2 separate regions of the Drosophila melanogaster genome follow, and region 2 is linked to region 1. Evidence: chromatin contacts called from public HiChIP or PLAC-seq data. All regions are on one chromosome and are shown on one strand. Each heading gives the region's core, a stretch centred on a gene start, on an enhancer-like site or on the middle of the called end of the contact. The rest is flanking DNA. Distances are from core to core; before and after follow the strand shown.

What was found. HiChIP or PLAC-seq counts read pairs in DNA pulled down with a chosen protein or histone mark.
Region 2: a contact with region 1 is called in an H3K27ac HiChIP or PLAC-seq map of the Kc167 cell line, with 5 times the contacts expected there. The contact joins the promoter of Rab35 here to the enhancer-like site in region 1. A contact is called at or near these places in 19 of 107 Hi-C or Micro-C datasets (the Kc167 cell line, the ML-DmBG3-c2 cell line, the PNm cell line and 5 more) and 1 of 6 datasets of contacts at active chromatin or transcription factors (the Kc167 cell line).

Annotation. Positions count from the first base shown.
Region 1 is chrX:20,017,712-20,022,344 of dm6, reverse strand. All of the region lies in intron 3 of Dop2R (Dopamine 2-like receptor), which reads left to right. Among named protein-coding and RNA genes, the nearest start is that of tRNA:Pro-CGG-1-1, 5.1 kb to the left of the region's middle. Within about 2 kb of position 2,269, at least 3 of the 39 cell types and tissues checked have an H3K27ac peak or open chromatin away from gene starts, as enhancers often do. A contact at or near this core is called in the Kc167 cell line, where this site is marked.
Region 2 is chrX:20,158,083-20,162,715 of dm6, reverse strand. Rab35 (Rab35,) reads left to right here and starts at 2,844. Exons shown (of 3, transcript NM_001272810.1): 1 at 2,844-3,820; 2 at 4,447-4,633. The coding sequence starts at 3,769. Phf7 (PHD finger protein 7) reads left to right here. Exons shown (of 4, transcript NM_001272812.1): 2 at 1-181; 3 at 274-776; 4 at 841-2,361. The coding sequence starts at 80. The coding sequence ends at 1,798.

The DNA.
Region 1 (4,633 bases), core at 1,020-3,519:
CATAAGTTCATGGCAAAAATAAATAATCTGATTAATGTACGCTCACAATCACAGACTTACGCACACTAACACACACACACACACACACACTGGGCCACTTGAGCCACTTGAAGCGCAGGCCAAAGGAATGGGAGCCACTGCGAAGGGGCCAAAGGACTCGCAGCGAGTTCTGCCAAATGTCTGCCACTGGCTCTCTGGCAGAGTGAAGAGCGGAAAAGTATCTGGCATCCGGATATGCGGCAACGATAACGGTACTTAATCAGCCTTTGACCCAGAAAGAGCCGCTTAGGAAAACGGAGTGGCCTTGCCGATGAAAATGGCACTCGTTGACAGTGATTTCGGCACCAAATTATGCTGATACAGACCTATTTTCCGAAGGACTTTTTGGCCAATTCTTCTTTAAAAAGATATATCTCGATGGCTAGGAAAAATCAGAAAGAGACACCTTTACCTAAAATAGACCTAAAGACTATTGAAGTATTTATTCCGTTCTTGTAACGCTTTAAAAGCCAACATTCCATTAGATAGACATTTCAGCCCCAAAAAGAGGAGCGCCGCTTAAATGGGATAATGCAAGTCGCATTTCACATACGCACTATCTACATAGTTACCACGGTCGGTAAAATGTTTGTGCATGCTGCTGTGGAAAAACCTCTGGCCACTTAAACCACAGTTTTTATTCAAATTGCATAAACATGCGACACGTGTGATTCTCTCGGAAACGTGTTCTACCAAAAACCACACACGTTAGCAACACAAAAGCCAAGAATGCAGTTGGCCCATATGTGTAAACATAGTTCTCAACGCATAAAACCTGGTCATTTTACCAATTTCCATTCTGTTATCCTGTGTAATCATATTTTGTGCGTGGCTAAAAAATTTGAAATACAGTTGCGGCAGTGCCACTGACACGGCCAAGTGTCGTCAACCCCTTTTATTATGCATGCCTTTGATAATTGGATCGAATGGGACTTCGCTTTGAGTTCTGGCCAAAACAACAGGATGCTGGGTGGTCCCGTAGGTGTCGGCGAAAAGTTTTCCGAGCCCTGTAACTTTAAACTCGCCCGCAATGATTTTCGCAATTTTCCGGAATGTGCTGCAGATGGAGGGAGCATTTATGACTACTCCGGCAGCAGCAAAATAAAACTGTAAACAAGCTTGTAGTGGGCGTGGTCCTGCCACTATCCTGCCCACCTGTCCACCTGGAAAACTGGCTACCTGGCTGCCTGGCTGCCTGGCAACCTGGCATCATGGCCACCCGGGGCCAGAAACTGCCAAACTACACAAAAAACTGTTTCCATGTGGCAGGCAATAAAAAGAGTTTTCCGCAACTTGTTCCAGGACAGGCCAGGCAAATAAGGAAGGACCAATGTGAAGTGGAGCCAGAGGAGCAAGAGTTGCAGTAGGAATGAAGCAAATGGGTGGCAATCCGGATGAGGAGTCGAGCTGAGTGGGGGCGTAAAGTTTTTTAATTTTAATGGCCATTTAAAAGGTTGCAGGCAAATGCTTGGCCCGGCTTAAGTGCCGCTCATCGGAGGAGGTGACGTTGGGTCCATTCGGTTCATTACTGGCCCCCGAGTGTAAGGACCTGCATGTCCTGTCATCTGGGATCCTTCACTCATTTGGGCCACTGCCAAGACTCGAAAGCCTTTTCCCTGCACTCCGGCCAGCCACTTGAGGGGAGAGTGCTCCACGACGATGCGGCTAAAATGCCGGCAAGTGGCTAAGCAAACGGACTGCGGCGAAAGCCACCAGTAAACACCCGAAAAATTGAACTTAGGGATGTCAGAGGATAAAAGAAGAAGATGCTGTGAATGCCTTCACATATCGGCAACAAATATCGCACCTAATGCTAGGAAATAGGAAATATATAGAACCATTTATGAAGTGAAAGGGTGCAGCTTAGGTACTGAGTACTCTCAATTCAATCAAAAGAATATCTTATCATATTTGGAAAATTCTTTTAATAATAGCAAAAATTCTTAAGAAAATACCATAAAAAAAAACAAACTTTTTTATTAGAAAAACAAGATTACTTCATCGAGGTAAACAAATAGCTGAAAAACATTTATGGAGCGGCACATAAAGTTGGAGAAATGCTTATGAAGCCATAGCTACTACTATCGCGTCTTAAAAGGATAACGTTTTGCCATGTCCATCCCTAGTTGGTGGCTTTTGCGAATCCTGCAGTCTGCAGTGACCCCCAGTCAGCCTTCTTGGGCTGCAGAAACAATTTGTTGACTAAGCCAACTTGAATGCGCCCGAAAGCAGGCAACGCTTTGTTCTCAGCACTTGGCTGCTGGTTACATGTGTGTGCGGTTGTGTGTGCGCATCGCAGTGTATCCTTATAAATCCTTGTCAGGCAGCGAACCGCACTGAACCGCAGGCCGCACATCAATTCAAATAAATAATCTAACAGCATGAAATCGGCCGAGGGCAGAAACTTTTCAGCTGCTCCGGCGGATGGTGGATGGCGGATACAAGTGGGTGGGCTAAATGGCAGCTATAAAAAGTATGGCCTGCAATCTTCTCCACTTTCACTTCCTCTCTAGGAAGCAGCGACCTCCGACCTCCGACCTCTGACCCTCCCACCCATCTTCCTGTCGCCGGTCCCCGGCGGCTGCCATCTCCGGCACGCATGCGAGTTAAAGCGCGCACTTCCGGCCGGATTGAAGACCACGGACCGCAGATTTCGGTTTCTGGTCGCCTTTTCATTTGGCCGCTCACCCAGCGGTGCCTGAATAATTAACACAGATTTTGATTTGGCCCAAAACCCTGTGGCCCAATGCCAGTGGCACTCCCAATCGGATCCCCCCCCTCCCCCTCCCCATCGAAAGTCCCATTCCAATATGGAAAAAGCCGAGATTCAATCAGCGAACGGATGGATGTCTTCTTTGCCGGCTGGCGAGAGTATTTTATTACCGCTTTCATGCACGATGGCCATATAAATATCCAATAACCAAGGCGAAAATATGCCGCCAAGGGGCTGGAAAAGTCATCTTAAAACAGAATTTCCCTCGACGCTAATGACAACTAATTTGTTGCAACAACAAACATGAAAAGGCAAAGGAGGCAGCGAACGCACACCCGTATGTGCACATAGCCCATATATATGTATATATATACACATATACATACATATATAAATGTATATATGTATATAGAATATATACGACACATAATGTGTACAAGTATGGAGCTACTTGGTCTTCGGGGGCAAGTCCGAGGCTATTAAAAATGGCGCACAAAAACGCTAAAATTGTTGCGACATTGCCAAGCGAAAGAGACGGCAACACAGGAAGTGAGAGAGATAGGAACGTAAGCGTAAGCACATACGCATACATGTACACGTATACCCGGGCAGACAATAAACTTAATAAATAAGTCAATTAATTGCCCTGAGCTTCTCATGGGGCCCAGAAACGAGCCAGAAGCAACAGCATCAAGTGCCTGCCACTTGGCTAAAAGCCCGTGCCTCCCACTCTCGCCCAATTTCGCCCACATTCACCCACATTCATCCGCTTCTCCCACAGTGTATTCGCGGCTATGTGTGTGTGCGTGTCTATTACGGCAGCCAGTTCAATTAACATTGTCTGGCTGCGTGGCATAAGAAAATGTACGCGAAACTCGTTTAATAGTCGCCAGCTCCTTGGCTTTGACACTGTCGAGGTTACGCTAACTTTATTACCAGCGCTGCAAAATAATCTATGGCTGCTGCGATACACTGAAAGAAATGAGTGTCAGTGTCAGGTATTGAAATTTAGATCTAAATGAGTCGTATGATTCAATAGCCACATTTCATATCCTTTCCTTCTTTCTTTCTCGAAAAGTGAAAAGCATTGTTAAAGTTCTCTGATAAATAAATGAATATTTAAAATCATTCCCACAGTTACAAAAGGAAGAACGTATATTTGTCGATTCAGTAAGTAAGTAACTGCCAAGAGAGAACCAACTCTAATTCATTCTTTCTCGATGTAACATTGTGAGTTTTCAGTTTGGACTCTTTTGAGATGCAATTAGTGGATGGCCCTGCATCCAAATCCCAGTGCGACCCGTGCAGCTCCGTTGTCCATTTTCCATTTCCCATTTTCCGCACTTTATGTACTTTGAAATATTAAAGCGCAAACGACAGGCAGTCGCGAGTGCAGCATTTGGCAACATAAACAAATTATTTGATGACTTTTACGCAGCTCACCACCTCCCACATGGCGCACAAGTCCTCTGCCGCCCGTTTTCAAGGTCCTCGATGTCCTTTGACGTCTTGTTTTGCGGTTGGTGTCGCCTCTTTTCGGGGATTTCTGCTGGGTTGCATGGCCGGCCACTAAGTAAACTTTAATGGCGGCCATAAAATAGGCAAAAAGGGGCGCGTCCACACACACACACACACACACACACACACAAACACTCACAGCACACAGACACACACACACACACGAGCGCGCGAGTGTATCCTTGTGTATTATGCGAGTGGCATAAAACCAAAGACCACGAATAAGGATATAAACAGTAAGGAGCAGGATCAGCGAGAAGGAAACGACGGCCAATCCTTAGCAGCATATTTTGCAGCTGCTGTGACATTTTTATGCTAAGCAGTCGCCAAATTATGAAAATTCGTAAAAAGCCAAATGTTATG
Region 2 (4,633 bases), core at 1,595-4,094, 140 kb before region 1:
GCTTCTCAATCGGCGAGATTTGTTTTTTTCGGCTGCTGTTGCTGTTTTAGTTGAGGGATTGGTCACCGGAAACGCATCCATGGTGCAGATCTGCGTGCTGTGCCTCAGCGGCGAGCGGGACGAGCTGATCTTCGGCACTGTGCACGTGGAGGGCAACATGATGGTGCACCGCAACTGCTTGGTAAGTAAGAGTATTCGGGTGGGCTTCCGCGTCCAGGAGACTCCTTCGCAAGCCGACCTTCTCACTCCCCTCGTTCTCCCTTCCTCTTGCAGTACCTCAGCTCGAATCTCATCCAGCGTGGCGAAAAGAAATTGAGCATCATGAACTTCCTCAAGGAGGACATCGAAGCGGAGGTCAACCGCTGCCGTTTGCTTAAGTGTTGCTATTGCCGCCGCTTGGGCGCCAATATTTGGTGCTGCAAGTCGGGGTGCCGTCGCACCTTCCATACCAAGTGCGGCGTCGATAATCTGGCCCAGAACCAGTTCTGCGACACGTACAACTCGTTCTGCCATCAGCATGTGCTGGTGCCTCGAAACCGTCCGGTGTTCAAGAATGACGAGGAATGTCTCCTATGCGCGGAGGACGTGGTTGCCAAGGGCGAGCGCTTCAGCGTGGTGACCTGCCTATACGCGCCGTGCTGCCGCAATGGATGGTTCCACCGCAGGTGCCTGCAGCGCTACGCCAACTCGTCCGGCTACTTCTTCAAGTGCCCGCTGTGCAACAACACAGATGTGTTCCGCAGGGTGGCTTATATGGGCATCGCGGTGCTGGACCAGTAAGTTAAAACCTACTACATTTGGAGCAAACAAGCCCAACTAACCAGTACTTGTATTCCGCAGAGACGCTTCCTGGGAGACCGAGCCGGACGCCTTTGCTGGGCAGTACCGCCGCGATGTCAATTGTACGGCCGCGTTGTGCGTTGCGGTCTCTGGTCGCGCCGACACTTCCGCCATGCTGCTGTACTGCACCTCATGTGGCGCCAATCCGTCACATTACCTTTGCACGTTGAAGACTCTCCAAAACTACGTCTGCAAGGTTTGCTCAGCCGTCAGCCCGGAGGCAGTGCCCGTTGCCGAATCGGACTCGGATGACGCCGGCTCAATGGACGACTCGGCCGAAGCCCCACGTCCAGGTCACCTAAATGGTGATCAGATTCAAGAGAAGCTATCACCCTCCCATTGGGATGATTTCGGCTCCTCCGACGATGATGCCGTCTTTCAGCGTGCGTTCGATACCAAAGTGCAGAGTCGCGTGGTGACCCTCTCCGATGATCAACCATCTACTTCTGCGGGGGCACGCGCTTTAGCCGATCGTGGAACTCGCACATTTGAATCACAGGGAACGCAAACAACATTTCTCTCAAGTGTAGTAACCTCGTTTCGCTCTGCTACTGCAACTGCGACATCATCCACATCCACATCCACATCCACATCCGCATCGACACTTGATAACCAAGAAAACACTGAGCCGTCCACATCGAATGGACGTCGTCCCTGGCGCCCTAGATACGTCTCGCCGCCTAGACACGTGTCGGATAGCGATGACGATAGTGATGAATATGATAGTGATGAATATGAGTCGAAGAGGCGCCAACTTACGCCCACTGCCGCTGCGCCGTCGAATGGCAGGCGTCTGTTGGGCTCCATCTCGCCGGAGCCGAGCACTCCTGCTCCACGTGTCTTACGTCGCCGCACTTTGGCCAACAGGCCTTCCTCACTCGCCAACATGGATATATCCTGTGTGGCCAATAGGACCCGCCACCGCTTGTCCAACCACATGGCCAGCCGCAAGGATTAGGAGAACAGATGACATTACAATAGATCACACTCGCACAAATCCATGTACACGGCAAGATCAATATGGATATATCCTGAGTGGGCAGGATACCCGCAGGGACTAGGAGAACAGATGACAACATCACGATACATAACACTTGCACATTCCATTAACCATCACATCGACTAGGTTGTGGACCAAATGCGTGCGTTTGGTTCGCACCCGTTATTCTCTATTTTCCGCCTTTTGTACATATAAAATTCCATTAAAATCCTGTTCTCCTAGCGGTATTCGCTAATAAGATGCATTTACCATTTATTTGCTTTGTTAAGTAAGCTAAGTAAGTGCTCCTTTCCACACGTATAAATAACTTGTATACATATTTACTTTAAGTAGCTGTAGACATTATTTTCCCCATCTGACTTTCTTTTCAGCAGCTCGCAGTGCCTACATTATTTCAATTACTCTAAGCATTACATTTTTTTGACTAGCGATCTAAGAATCCCTGAATCCAGTATCTGTATCAAGAATCCCAGTATCTGAACGCTAAAATGAAATAAATAAAATTAAAATATTTGAAAAATAAGTTAGAATGATTTTATTTGGATGTTGAAAAAACTTCTCAAAAGTTGTAAACTACGAATACTCACTTTCATTAAGAGTATAGCGTTTTGCTTCTAGTTAATACCCGCTACAAATCGGTATGAAAGTATATAATATTTAGTTTTTTTTTTGGTATTAATATAATATGGGCTTTATAAGTGATTATTTGAAGATTTTTTAAAAATCGCGCCATTCATAATAAATAAGTGCTGGATATGGCCAAAAGTTTATGCACAGGTGGCAACGTTAGCAACCCGCTAAACGGCAACACTTGCGATAATGTTCTCTAAATATATCGATACATATTGATATTAAAAAAAATTGCCAGTATTAATTTATTAAACTAATTTAATTTTTTGAGTGGGCACATTGCATATTTAGTTACAGAAAAATTCGACTTTATGCTCCGGCTAAATGAATCGATGTTTGTGGGGTACTATCTATCCTAAACTATCGATAGCATAAACATCGCATTTGGTTCCGTCTCTAGTGTGGGTGCGTTAGCAATAGTTTATCCAGAATATGAATTAACCAGAATTAATCCGCAACGCCGACGCCCACAAATTCCCACAAATCGTCGTCCTTTCAGCGCTGCAAGAGCAACCCGGAAGCTGGAAAGTTCGAGACCGCCGAGAAGCCCAATATAAATTCAACAGTCAGCCAGAGCTTCACTCCTGTGTGTGTGTGCGTGCGTGCGTATGTGTTCGTGTGTTGTGTCTGTGCTACAGTGTTGGAGAGAGCGAGACGCACGATTGCGAGGGAGTCGAGCTTTGCGAAAATTTGCCAGCCTATATTGAAATATTTTCGGCACCAAATCGCCGTCTTATCCGCCAGCAAGCCATTGGATCTGATGGAAATGAGCCTGCCGCTCGATTTCTCTTCGCAAATCCGCTGTTAAAGCAAAAGCAACAATTGTACCAGTGGAGCCAAAAAAAGAGAAACACACCTACCTAATCAAAGGAAATTAAATAACAAGGCGGCGGCAACAACACTTACATAAATTAACTCGCAACGCAACAACACTAATAACTATAGCTTATCACACAGCAACAAAAACATCAGCAACAGCAGCAAAAACAACAACAACAACAGACCAGCAGCCAGAAAGAACAACAGCTTATCTCAGATATTCAGCCGGCTGCACCAGTGCGAGCGAGAGGGTCGTAGCTTGGGGCGAAAGAGAGGGCGCTTCCGAGAGAGTGCGAAAGAGAGAGAGAGAGAGAGTAAGCGCAGGGAGTGTGCTCCTGTGTGTGTGAGTGTGGGAGCAGGCAGCAGAAAAAAAGAAAACAAAAGTATATTTTGCATTGTTCGACGCGCCTAACTGTAAATATAAAAGCACTTGCAAAAACAAGGAAAAACACAGAAAAACAGCGAAAAAACGTCGAAAAATGGCACGCGGCTTCGATCATCTATTCAAGTTGCTAATAATCGGCGATAGCGGTGAGTTTCCCAGGCATTCCCGTTTCCCACAGACCAGGTGCTTAAAAATAGCATCGAGTTGAAAATAGCAGGTGTAAATTGCAATTTGTCCCCGTTTCCTGGCCAAAAACGCAGTTGTCTCCACCTCCCTTTCGCATTACTGCATCTGATTACCATTAATGTATGTTACATTTAAAATGCTAACGCCAACATGGCGTATGAGTAATGTTGTTTTCAGTTTCCATAATACTTTCAACATTCGTCAGCTTCTTGTTTCTATACTCAATGTTTTTGGCATACTCAACATGTGTTAGGTTGTACTAATTTTATATATTTAATCATAAATGCAAAAGCACTTTATATCAGTCCTGTCCTCCTCCTAACGTAGCTATCTACATATTCATTTGGGCGTATTTCGAGAAAGGTGGTCTGGCTCGGGCAAAACCAGGCTCATGACTAATGGTGACGCACTGGCAGGATATACAGCTTGATATGCGAGCAGACCAGCTGCGGCGGTAACCGGAGCAGGAGAACACTCCCCGCTCCACAGCAATGTCATATGCCGAATGGGCTTACTTGTGTGTAGTAACGATATCACATTTTTGTAATACGAATCCCATTCCATCTTTCCATCTGATCCCCTGCAGGCGTGGGCAAGTCGTCGCTGCTCATCCGGTTCTCGGACGACACATTCTCAGGCAGTTACATCACCACCATCGGCGTGGACTTTAAGATCCGCACCGTGGACATCGAGGGCATGCGCGTAAAGCTGCAGATCTGGGACACGGCCGGGCAGGAGCGCTTCCGGACAATCACCAGCACCTACTACCGCGG